Regions from separate parts of the Mus musculus genome. Here region 1 is linked to region 2. The links are chromatin contacts, called in public promoter capture Hi-C maps. All regions are on one chromosome and are shown on one strand. The core of a region is the stretch at or near the end of the contact, and the rest is flanking DNA. Distances in the headings are between cores, read along the strand shown.

Region 1 (4,569 bases), core at 17-2,516, 200 kb after region 2:
GGGTATACAAAATGAAGATGAGCTCATCTGGGCCAGTTAAGTCCAAGGGTAAAAAGGAGAAAAGACATTTTGGACAAGAAAATTAAAGCAAGTCTTTGAATGCAAAAAGGTGATGGATACGTTTGCTATATGGGAATTGCAAGTAGCCTATTGTTGTTCCCTGTTTGGAACATATTGAGCAGAGCGAGAGACAATAGGAAGTGGTGGGCGTGGCATGGGTATTTGTAGCTCAAAGTGCAACTTTTGTCTAGGAGATAGGGAAGTTTTTGAGAGAAAGATCCTTTTGATGCCTGAGCTCCACTTGCGTCTATGGGATTGGATGGTTCTTAATACTTGTTTGCAAAGTTCACTCCAACTCTGTGGACTGAACAAATCCATGAATCATTGTTCTTAAATGCAGGAGCTTTTTCCATCTAACTTCAGCTTTCCTGATTCCTCACTTACTGCTCCACGAATATTTACCTCAGGGTCTAGTCCGCTGTTAGTCCGTTGTGTGCCACTGTGGGAAGAAATGGAGAGATGGTTAGTCAAGGACTCCACCTCGGGAGGGGACAGGAAGAGCAGGAACTTTTCTATGCAGACTCATTGTTTCATGTGTGTGGAAATGGGGATCAAACCCCAAACTGGAGATGCTAGGCAAATGCTCTGCCATACTACCAGCCTTGTATGCTCAGATATGTTTTCTTTTCAGTCTTGGCTCCCCTACTACTTAGTTTTGAGACCTTTTGCAACTGAGTTCATCTCCCCACCTACGTTGTATCTCTTTCAGTGAGAAAAGCGGGACTTTGCCCAGTTGCTAGGCCTGGTGAAAAGAGTAAATTAAAACTAGTATTTTTTTCTAGGGTTGCAAATGAGCAGATCCAGGATTCCAACCCAGGCTTTGGGCTCCCAGAATCTGCTTTCCCACTGTTTACCTGGTTAGCCCTCAGTTGTTAGCTAATCCAGGCTGGATTTGGGATTGGACTTTATGTGACACTGGATTGGATAGCAAAAGGCCCTGCTCCTGTCGTCACTCTCTCTGTCAGCTCCAGTTTTCTTGCCTAGCCTTTTACTTCTAGAACTTAAAACCCTTGGTTCCCATCTACACACCCTGACCCCCTTGTTTTCTTGTATCGCACTTCTAGTCCCTTCCCTTTCCAACCTAAGTTGTCATGGGGATAGTTTTCAGCAACCTTGCTTTCCTCTTGCCCTCATCTTATGGTATCCATAGCAACAGTCTCCATTCATTTCCATGGCAACTGCATTCTGATTCCCATTCCCAGGCTGAATTCTTGGCTCTGGGCAGTACCAATAAAAAGAAGGAGGGAGAAAAGACCTACACACACACACTAAACAGGAGTAGCATCTGGGAAGGGTCTATGCCCCACCCTCTGTCATGGGCAGACTAACCTCAAGTGTCTAGAAGGCAGCCTAACCTGCTTCCCCCATCTTAGAGCCTTGGCTTACAAGGTTGCTCTACTCTCATCTCACCTAGCTCCTCCTAGGCAAAGTACAGTCCATGAGCTTCCTCTCCCAGGAAGACTTCAAGACAGCAGGAGGGCCAGCACAGGCTTTGGGTCTGAATCCCTACCCTGCCAGTTGCTAGCTCTGTGACCTTTGTCAGTCAGTTTCCCCCTTAGAGCTCTTTTCTTCCTCTGTAAAACAGGAATCCTAATTTTTTCCTTGTGTTTGCCATGCAGATTAAATAATGTGTGGAAAATGCCTGACACAGGGTAGGTGCATAGTGAAGTGCCAGTTTATTTTTATTCTGCTCAGCCACCCCCAAGCAGAAGGAATCTCTCTCCTTTACTCCCCCATCACTTCCTGTATTCCCCACCCTGATAACTTTCCACTTTGTTCTGTGGTTATTTGTGTAGCATGGCTTATTTTCCCCCTCTGCAAAGGATGCTCTCATTTCCCCCTAAAGAATAGTCCTGCAGGCAATGTGTGTTTGTATCTACATGCATTCATGTCTACTTCCATGTGACTATGGATGTGTATATTTGTTTCTAGATTTGTTGGCCTTTGAATGTGTCTGTGATATTATACTTGTCCATATGTGGGGGAGGGTTCCAGGTGATTGGCCTGTTACTAAGTGTTTTACGGGCTCTGACATGAGGGGTTCCTGAAGTCACAGATTCTTCAGTGGTATGTATGATAGCAAAACCATCCCCTCAAGCAATCTCCTTGTTTTTGGCCAGTCTCTCCCATGGGAGGCTGTGCTGTCACCCTACAATTCCTGTGACTTTTCTCTTTGCAATCAAAATGGGGCAAGTTCTCAAGAGAGGAATTACCAAGAAGTAGAAAGCCTAGAGCAGCACAGGGTTGGGAGAGATGCTGAGATATCATTAGTGGGTAGTCTGAGCTTTGAGTTTATAATTTGGCTTTCTTACTTAATAGCTATGTATGACCTTGAGTTACATTTACATCAACTCTACTTCACTTCACTATAAAGGGGGCTAACAGTGCCTGTTACAAGGAATTGCAAGGGGCAGAGATGACTGCAGAGCCCTACAGTAACATGAAGGAGGGGCATGTATGTAAGGCAACATGTGCGAAGGAGGCAAGCAGATGTGGAAAGGCACACCTGAGCTAAATGTTGAAGTGTGAGCAGAAGGTAGTTAAGTTTAGGTGTGATATAGGGTTCAGGCCAGGTAAGGAAGCTATTGATAAGTTAGGCTACATCCTTCTTATGTTCGTCTCAATCAGAGCAAAAGCCAAAGTCTTTATGATAGGCTCAGCGTCCCTTGTATTAGTCTGCTTTTGTTGCTATGATAAAACATGGATCACAAGCAATTTGGGGAGGAAAAGGTTTATTTCGTCATCAGGAATGTCAAGCAGGAACTCAGGACAGAAACCTGGAGGCAGAAACAGAAGCCAAGACCATGCTGCTTACTGCTGTCTTTCCATGCTTTGCTCTACCCGCTTTCCTGTACACCCCAGGACCACTTGCCCAGGATGGCACCATCCACAGTGGGCTAGGCCCTCCCACATCAGTTGACAATCAAGAAAATGCTCACATACATGCCCACAAGCCAATCTGATGGAGACAAATCCTCAGTCGACGCTCCCCGTTTCTAGGTGACAGTATCTTGTGTCAAGTTGACAAAAATTAACTAGTACGACTCTCATTTCATGTCTAATCTTATTTCTCATTACCCTCTCTTGTTCACTGTGTTCTGTCTATATTGGGTTTTTTTATGGATTCTTAAACACGTAGACATGTACTGACTCTACTCTCTAGCCTCAGACAGCTACACAGCTCACTCCCTCATTTCCACCAGGATTCTGCTTCTGTGTCATTCCCCTCAACCACAGTTTTCCTGGACATCACATCTAAAATAGCAAATTTGGCTGGATTTGTAGCTCAGTGGTCAAGAGCTTCCTTAGCCTGCATAATTTTCTGAGTACTATCCCTAGTCTGTCTCTGTCTCTCTCTGTCCTCTGTTTCTCTCTCTCTTTCTCTCTTTCTCTCTCTCTCACACACACACACACAAATGTGCACACACACAATTTAAATGGTACCTTTTAACACTGCTTTTTTCTATCTTAACATTTATTTGAAATTCATTCTCTCTCTCTCTCTCTCTCTCTCTCTCTCTCTCTCTCTCCTGTTTCCTTTACTATAGCATCACCTTCCTGAAGAAATAATTTGGTGGCTTTGATTTTTACTGTATTTTTGGTGCTTAGTGCTGATACATGGAAAGGACTTGGTTGTTGTTTATTGAGTGAGTTATGGGAAACTGTGGCAGGGTTAGATGAGAAAGATGGGCTGATTTGTATGTTCCAACAAGCTCTCTAGCCACAGGATAGAGAAGAGATTTGCAAATAAGCCTGAAGTTTGTGGTATACATTTGAGTGACAGTTTTATTAGAGCAGCCACCAAGAACATTCACTAACTCGCTTATACCAGAGACACCTACTGTGGTCTGATCTAGGCCCCATGTCCTGTGCCAGCCAGAGAGATTACCAAATTCCCTTCCTATGCTGGGGTACTGAGAGTCATGTACTCTTTGCTGAAGCTAATCATTGCCAGAAGAAAAAAAAAAAAGGAAGCCATTTGTAAAGATAGGGGGTCTGAGGAAGATCAGCTGTAATTTCTGGCTGGTGGCAAGATTCAGGGGGCATCTCAGTAGGGGTATATATATACCTTGAATCTTAACAGAATTAGCGTGTGGAGCATTTCTCAGGTTGCACTAGCAGAAATGATGGGGATAGCATTGGGAGTAGGTCTTATATGAGCAGTTTGGAAGGTAGGGGCCTGAGGAACATTTGACAGAAACAGAAGCTGGGCTGGGTGGGTAAGATTAGGGGGTTGCTTAATGATTGAGGGCGTGAACTCTGAAGTCACTCTGCCTGGAGTTGAATCCTGCTTGTATTGTTGGTAGCTATCCTCTCCGGGCTTTGTTTTCTATATAAAATGAAGACAAATAACAACCTTATAGCATTGTTGGAAAGAACAACCAAGTTATTAAGTACAAAGTGGTAAGAACGGTACCTAAATATTAAGTATTCTAGAAGCCTTGTCTGTTGAACCTTGAGAGGTCTTCAATGCCAGAGTGATTGGAGATCGGACTAACTTGCAGACAG
Region 2 (4,315 bases), core at 30-2,529:
AGAATCAAATCCCATAGTTGCCCTTTTGACCCTACACAGTATACAAACACACACACACACACACACACACACACACACACACACACGAAGGAGGTGGTTAAAAAATAAAGACTTCTAATCTGGTGCTAAATCCTTTGATAAAGTAGTGACAATCAGTATACTTATACTGCTATCAGCAACCAAGAGTACTTGAGGGGTGTTTTCCTTGACAGGGAAGTAGATGGGAAAATACTTAACATAGAAAGGACATAATGCAGTTTTATAGGCAGAAAGTGTAGGCTCAGATTTGTGGACCTGAAGACTTTGAGACAAAATATGGATGGAAGACAGTTTAGATGTCCACCCTCAAGTTCCTAATTGACTGAAAGGTAGTCTAGGATAACCAGAGACCTGAGTTTTTAACAACATTTTCTAGATGAGGTCCAATCTACAATGTGTGATCTGGGCATTGAACATAGAAACGGAGCAAAGGATGAGCTGATTAGAGATGTCCTTGACTCTGAGTTTGCTTTCCAGAAGTACATGTTTCATAAGGCCCACTTCCTATCTCTAGTTCCTAGTGACATGCCCTGCCCCTGCATAAAAGTCTAATCCTGCCTGGCCGCTCTCTATCCTTGCTTCGACTTATTTATCTCTCTGTTGCCTGTCTGTATTTCAGAATCTTCTAGTCTTCTCAGCTATACATTCTGGAATCTGTACTTGGGCTGTTTGTAGCTCTATAGTAGAGTACTTGCTTAACCTCGGGGTTTGATTTCATCACTGAAAAAAAAAAAAAACAGCCTCTACGTCCCTTTAGTTGTCTATACTGTAATTTTATCTTTTCCTAAATGAACCGTGTCCTCTTTGGAAATATGGACCTTGTATTACACCCTGTGTATGCCCAGGACCTGGTACCACATAGGAATCGATTTCATTTACACTTGAAAGCTTTCCTGAGAAAGGGATTCAGTTTCTGAAGGGACTCAGTTTCTTCGCCCTGTCTTTCTCCGGTGGAGCTGTCTGTCTACCAAAAGATCTGCTAGAGAGCAGGATGAAGGAGTAATGATTTCAAGCTGGAGCCGCTAGGTTTTTCTACAAAGGATAGGTTCCTAACCCTGGGATCTAAACTTTTCCCTTTCCAAGGTCCGGGACAGCAGGCCACACCCCTATCTTCCCCACCCTCCTCTGCCGCAACTGCTCCCCGCCCCCGCGACAGCCGCTCCACCTAGTAGGCGGCTCTGCGTCGGCCAATCAGCGAGAGCATGTGCAAAAGGCACTAAAAGCCCTCCTCTGGTGGCGAGGCTTGTGCAAGATGGCTGCGGCAGTTCGGAGCGTGAAGGTAGACTGCTCTGTGCCTCTAACCTTTGTTTTTATGCAGGCTAGGACTGCGCGGGCAGGAACAAGAGAGGAGATATCGGTGCATGGAGAACGCGTGGTTTTGCGGTGGTTGGGCTCAATCGGTGAACAAGCAATGTTCAACTACATCTGTGTGTGAGGGGTCACAGAAAAAACATTCCTGGGATGAGACACGCCCCCGCCCCCCAAGTTTCGTCGCTGGGGGAGAGGAAGCACATTTAGGTCACTGACCGTCCCCGCTTCTTCTTCGCAGAACTCTAGAATTGGCAAATGAAAAGGTGGGGAGTGGTCTGGATAATAGCAGTTTACCTAGTACCTTTTCACAGGGCTTGGTCGCGGTAGTAACTGGAGGAGCCTCGGGCCTTGGCCTAGCTACGGCCAAAAGACTGGTGGGACAAGGGGCCACAGCTGTACTTCTGGATGTACCTGACTCAGAGGGTGAAGCCCAAGCCAAGAAGTTAGGAGAAAGCTGCATATTTGCCCCAGCAAATGTGAGTCGTGACTCTCCTCGTGCACGAGGAAACTTGGGGATTCCTTCCGTAAGAGTGGTATCTGGGGTCGGTCAGATGGCTTAGTGGTTAAAGGCACAGGATGCCATCCATGACACCCCCGTTTGATCCCTGGGAACCACATGGTATAAGGAAAGATCCAACTCTGACCTCCACACGTGTGCCCTGGCAGGAACATTCCTGCACACACACACACACACACACATAAACGGAAGGCGGGGGGGGGGGGGTGGGGGGTGGGGGGTGGGGTGGGGGGGAGCGGGGCGGGGCGGGACTCATTTCCTTTTAGCTTTGGACTGGAGTCTTGGATACTGTGAGAGCCCTGCAGTAAGAAAGCTAAAGCCGGGCTCAGCACTATGGGGATGAGAGGATTGGACACACCAGGATTTCCTGGAGAAGATATGTTCAGTTGGAATGCATATCTTGCCCAGACATTTTACATTTACAGAGTTAAAAAACTTCAACTCAGCAGGTAGGGATTTTTTTTTTCTTTTAATGCTAGGTCATGTTCCTGTTATTTTCAGAACTGATCGTATTGGAGTACAGCTTGGTGGCAGAGTTCTTGCCTAGCATGTGGGAGGCACCTGGGTTTAGTCATCAGTACTTGCAAGAGAAAAAAACCAGAAGTGTTTATAGTGCCCTGATCTGTATTAACTGAGAATAACCCGAGGCATATGAATCAAGAGAATACAGATTGGGAAATGTTTTGCAACACTCTTCTATAGTATCTACCATTTCCCCTTTCATCTTCATTTGTTTTATTACAACTCTTTCTTGCCCACCCCCCTTTGCTCACACAGTTCTGTTCCCACCCAAGATCTGGGTCTGTCTTCCTCTCCAGGTTTAGTGGTGTGTGTATGGTAGGAAAGAAATACCTCTCCTTCATCTCTTCCTGTCTAGGTGACCTCTGAGAAGGAGATACAAGCAGCTTTGACTCTAGCAAAAGAAAAGTTTGGCCGTATAGATGTGGCTGTCAACTGTGCAGGTATTGCAGTGGCCATTAAGACATACCACCAAAAGAAGAACAAGATCCATACTTTGGAGGACTTCCAGCGGGTTATCAATGTAAGGCCTTGGCAGATCTCCACGGGGAGGATAAAGGGGGTGTGGCAGTGAATATTCCCAAAGCGTGTAAGGAAACAAAAGGCAGCCTCTGTCCTAGATCCTACATCATGGTTCTACCATCCTCCAGGTGAATCTTATAGGCACTTTCAATGTGATCCGCCTGGTTGCTGGGGAGATGGGCCAGAATGAACCAGACCAGGGAGGCCAACGTGGAGTTATCATTAACACTGCCAGTGTGGCTGCCTTTGAGGGCCAGGTATGTGAACGGAGGAGGGAAGCTCTTAGCTGAATGACTTTTGGGGGATCTCCCACATATGTTCTCCACTCTTTTTCCAGGTTGGACAAGCTGCATACTCTGCATCCAAAGGGGGCATAGTGGGCATGACACTGCCCATTGCTCGAGATCTGGCTCCTACAGGCATCCGTGTGGTAACAATTGCTCCAGGTAGACATTTCTCTTTCTTACCTTTTTGCTATACTAGGACTGGGTGGGACCTGTAGGCAGATGAGAGAAGGTGTCCACTCCCTAAATGTAGCAGCTTAGCACTAAAGTGAGGAAGAACCAAGTAACTGAAAAGAAGACTGAACCTCTGATTCTGGTACTCTTGTCCAGGTTTGTTTGCCACCCCACTGCTTACCACCCTTCCAGAGAAAGTGCGAAACTTCTTGGCCAGCCAGGTACCCTTCCCCAGCCGACTAGGTGACCCCGCTGAATATGCTCATCTGGTACAGACCATAATCGAGAACCCATTCTTGAATGGAGAGGTCATCCGGCTGGATGGGGCCATTCGAATGCAGCCTTAAAGGGCCAAGGCAGGAGAAACACCAGCTCCTTTTCAATTTGAAGGAAAGCTAACAGCCACTTTGTAACTCTGCTCCACTCACCCTCGGTGCCTAATAAATTCTCAAACTTCCAAGGTGTGTGCAGTCTTGTGTGCTAGGGGAACTGAGATGGGGAAGAGAGTAAAGGCTCTGAGGTTGAATACATGAGAGATCCAGTGTGGAGTGTGAGAGGTGGTATCTCACACCTTTTGTGTACTCTTACGACACACAGTTGAATGTAGCGAACGACTTTATTACCTAGAGTAGACAGTGGAGGTTTGGCTTTAGTTCCCTCCTACTGGGTAGAAATTAGAAATGAGGATTTGTTGCATTTTTTTTGACTCCTGGCCACCTGTGAGAAGGAAGGTGACCATCCTGAGCTCAGCGGCTGCTGGTGTTGAACTGTAGGTAATAGTGCGCAGTCGGTTGATTGGTGTAGATGACCGAATTCAGATAATTTTGCCTGTGAAAATACAAAGGCCTCAGGTGCTGCGTTTTCCCTCTCTCTGGTCCTCGTCATTCCTCCCACCTACCCCGGGCTTCCTCCCCATTGGCACAGCCTAGAACTCACTGAGCTTGCTGCT

The links. Promoter capture Hi-C pulls out the DNA fragments that hold promoters and counts their contacts.
Region 1: a promoter capture Hi-C map of neural stem cells shows a contact between it and region 2. The contact joins the enhancer-like site here to the promoter of Hsd17b10 in region 2. A contact is called at or near these places in 10 of 39 promoter capture datasets (the 3T3-L1 cell line, the C10 cell line, the HPC-7 cell line and 6 more), 2 of 115 datasets of contacts at active chromatin or transcription factors (bone marrow-derived macrophages and forebrain) and 2 of 9 other capture datasets (adipose tissue and pancreatic islet).

What each region holds. Positions count from the first base shown.
Region 1 is chrX:152,196,720-152,201,288 of GRCm38.p6, forward strand. All of the region lies in intron 2 of Iqsec2 (IQ motif and Sec7 domain 2), which reads left to right. Gm52430 (a long non-coding RNA gene) reads right to left here. Exons shown (of 3, transcript XR_003953083.1): 2 at 4,478-4,569; 3 at 4,029-4,390. Among named protein-coding and RNA genes, the nearest start is that of Gm52430, 4.1 kb to the right of the region's middle. Within about 2 kb of position 1,267, at least 36 of the 459 cell types and tissues checked have an H3K27ac peak or open chromatin away from gene starts, as enhancers often do. A contact at or near this core is called in forebrain and neural stem cells, where this site is marked.
Region 2 is chrX:152,000,617-152,004,931 of GRCm38.p6, forward strand. It overlaps Hsd17b10 (hydroxysteroid (17-beta) dehydrogenase 10), which reads left to right and starts at 1,280. Exons shown (of 6, transcript NM_016763.2): 1 at 1,280-1,318; 2 at 1,662-1,826; 3 at 2,745-2,909; 4 at 3,037-3,165; 5 at 3,246-3,354; 6 at 3,523-3,826. The coding sequence starts at 1,292. The coding sequence ends at 3,713. It overlaps Ribc1 (RIB43A domain with coiled-coils 1), which reads right to left. Exons shown (of 8, transcript NM_025660.3): 7 at 4,303-4,315; 8 at 3,964-4,194. The coding sequence ends at 4,113.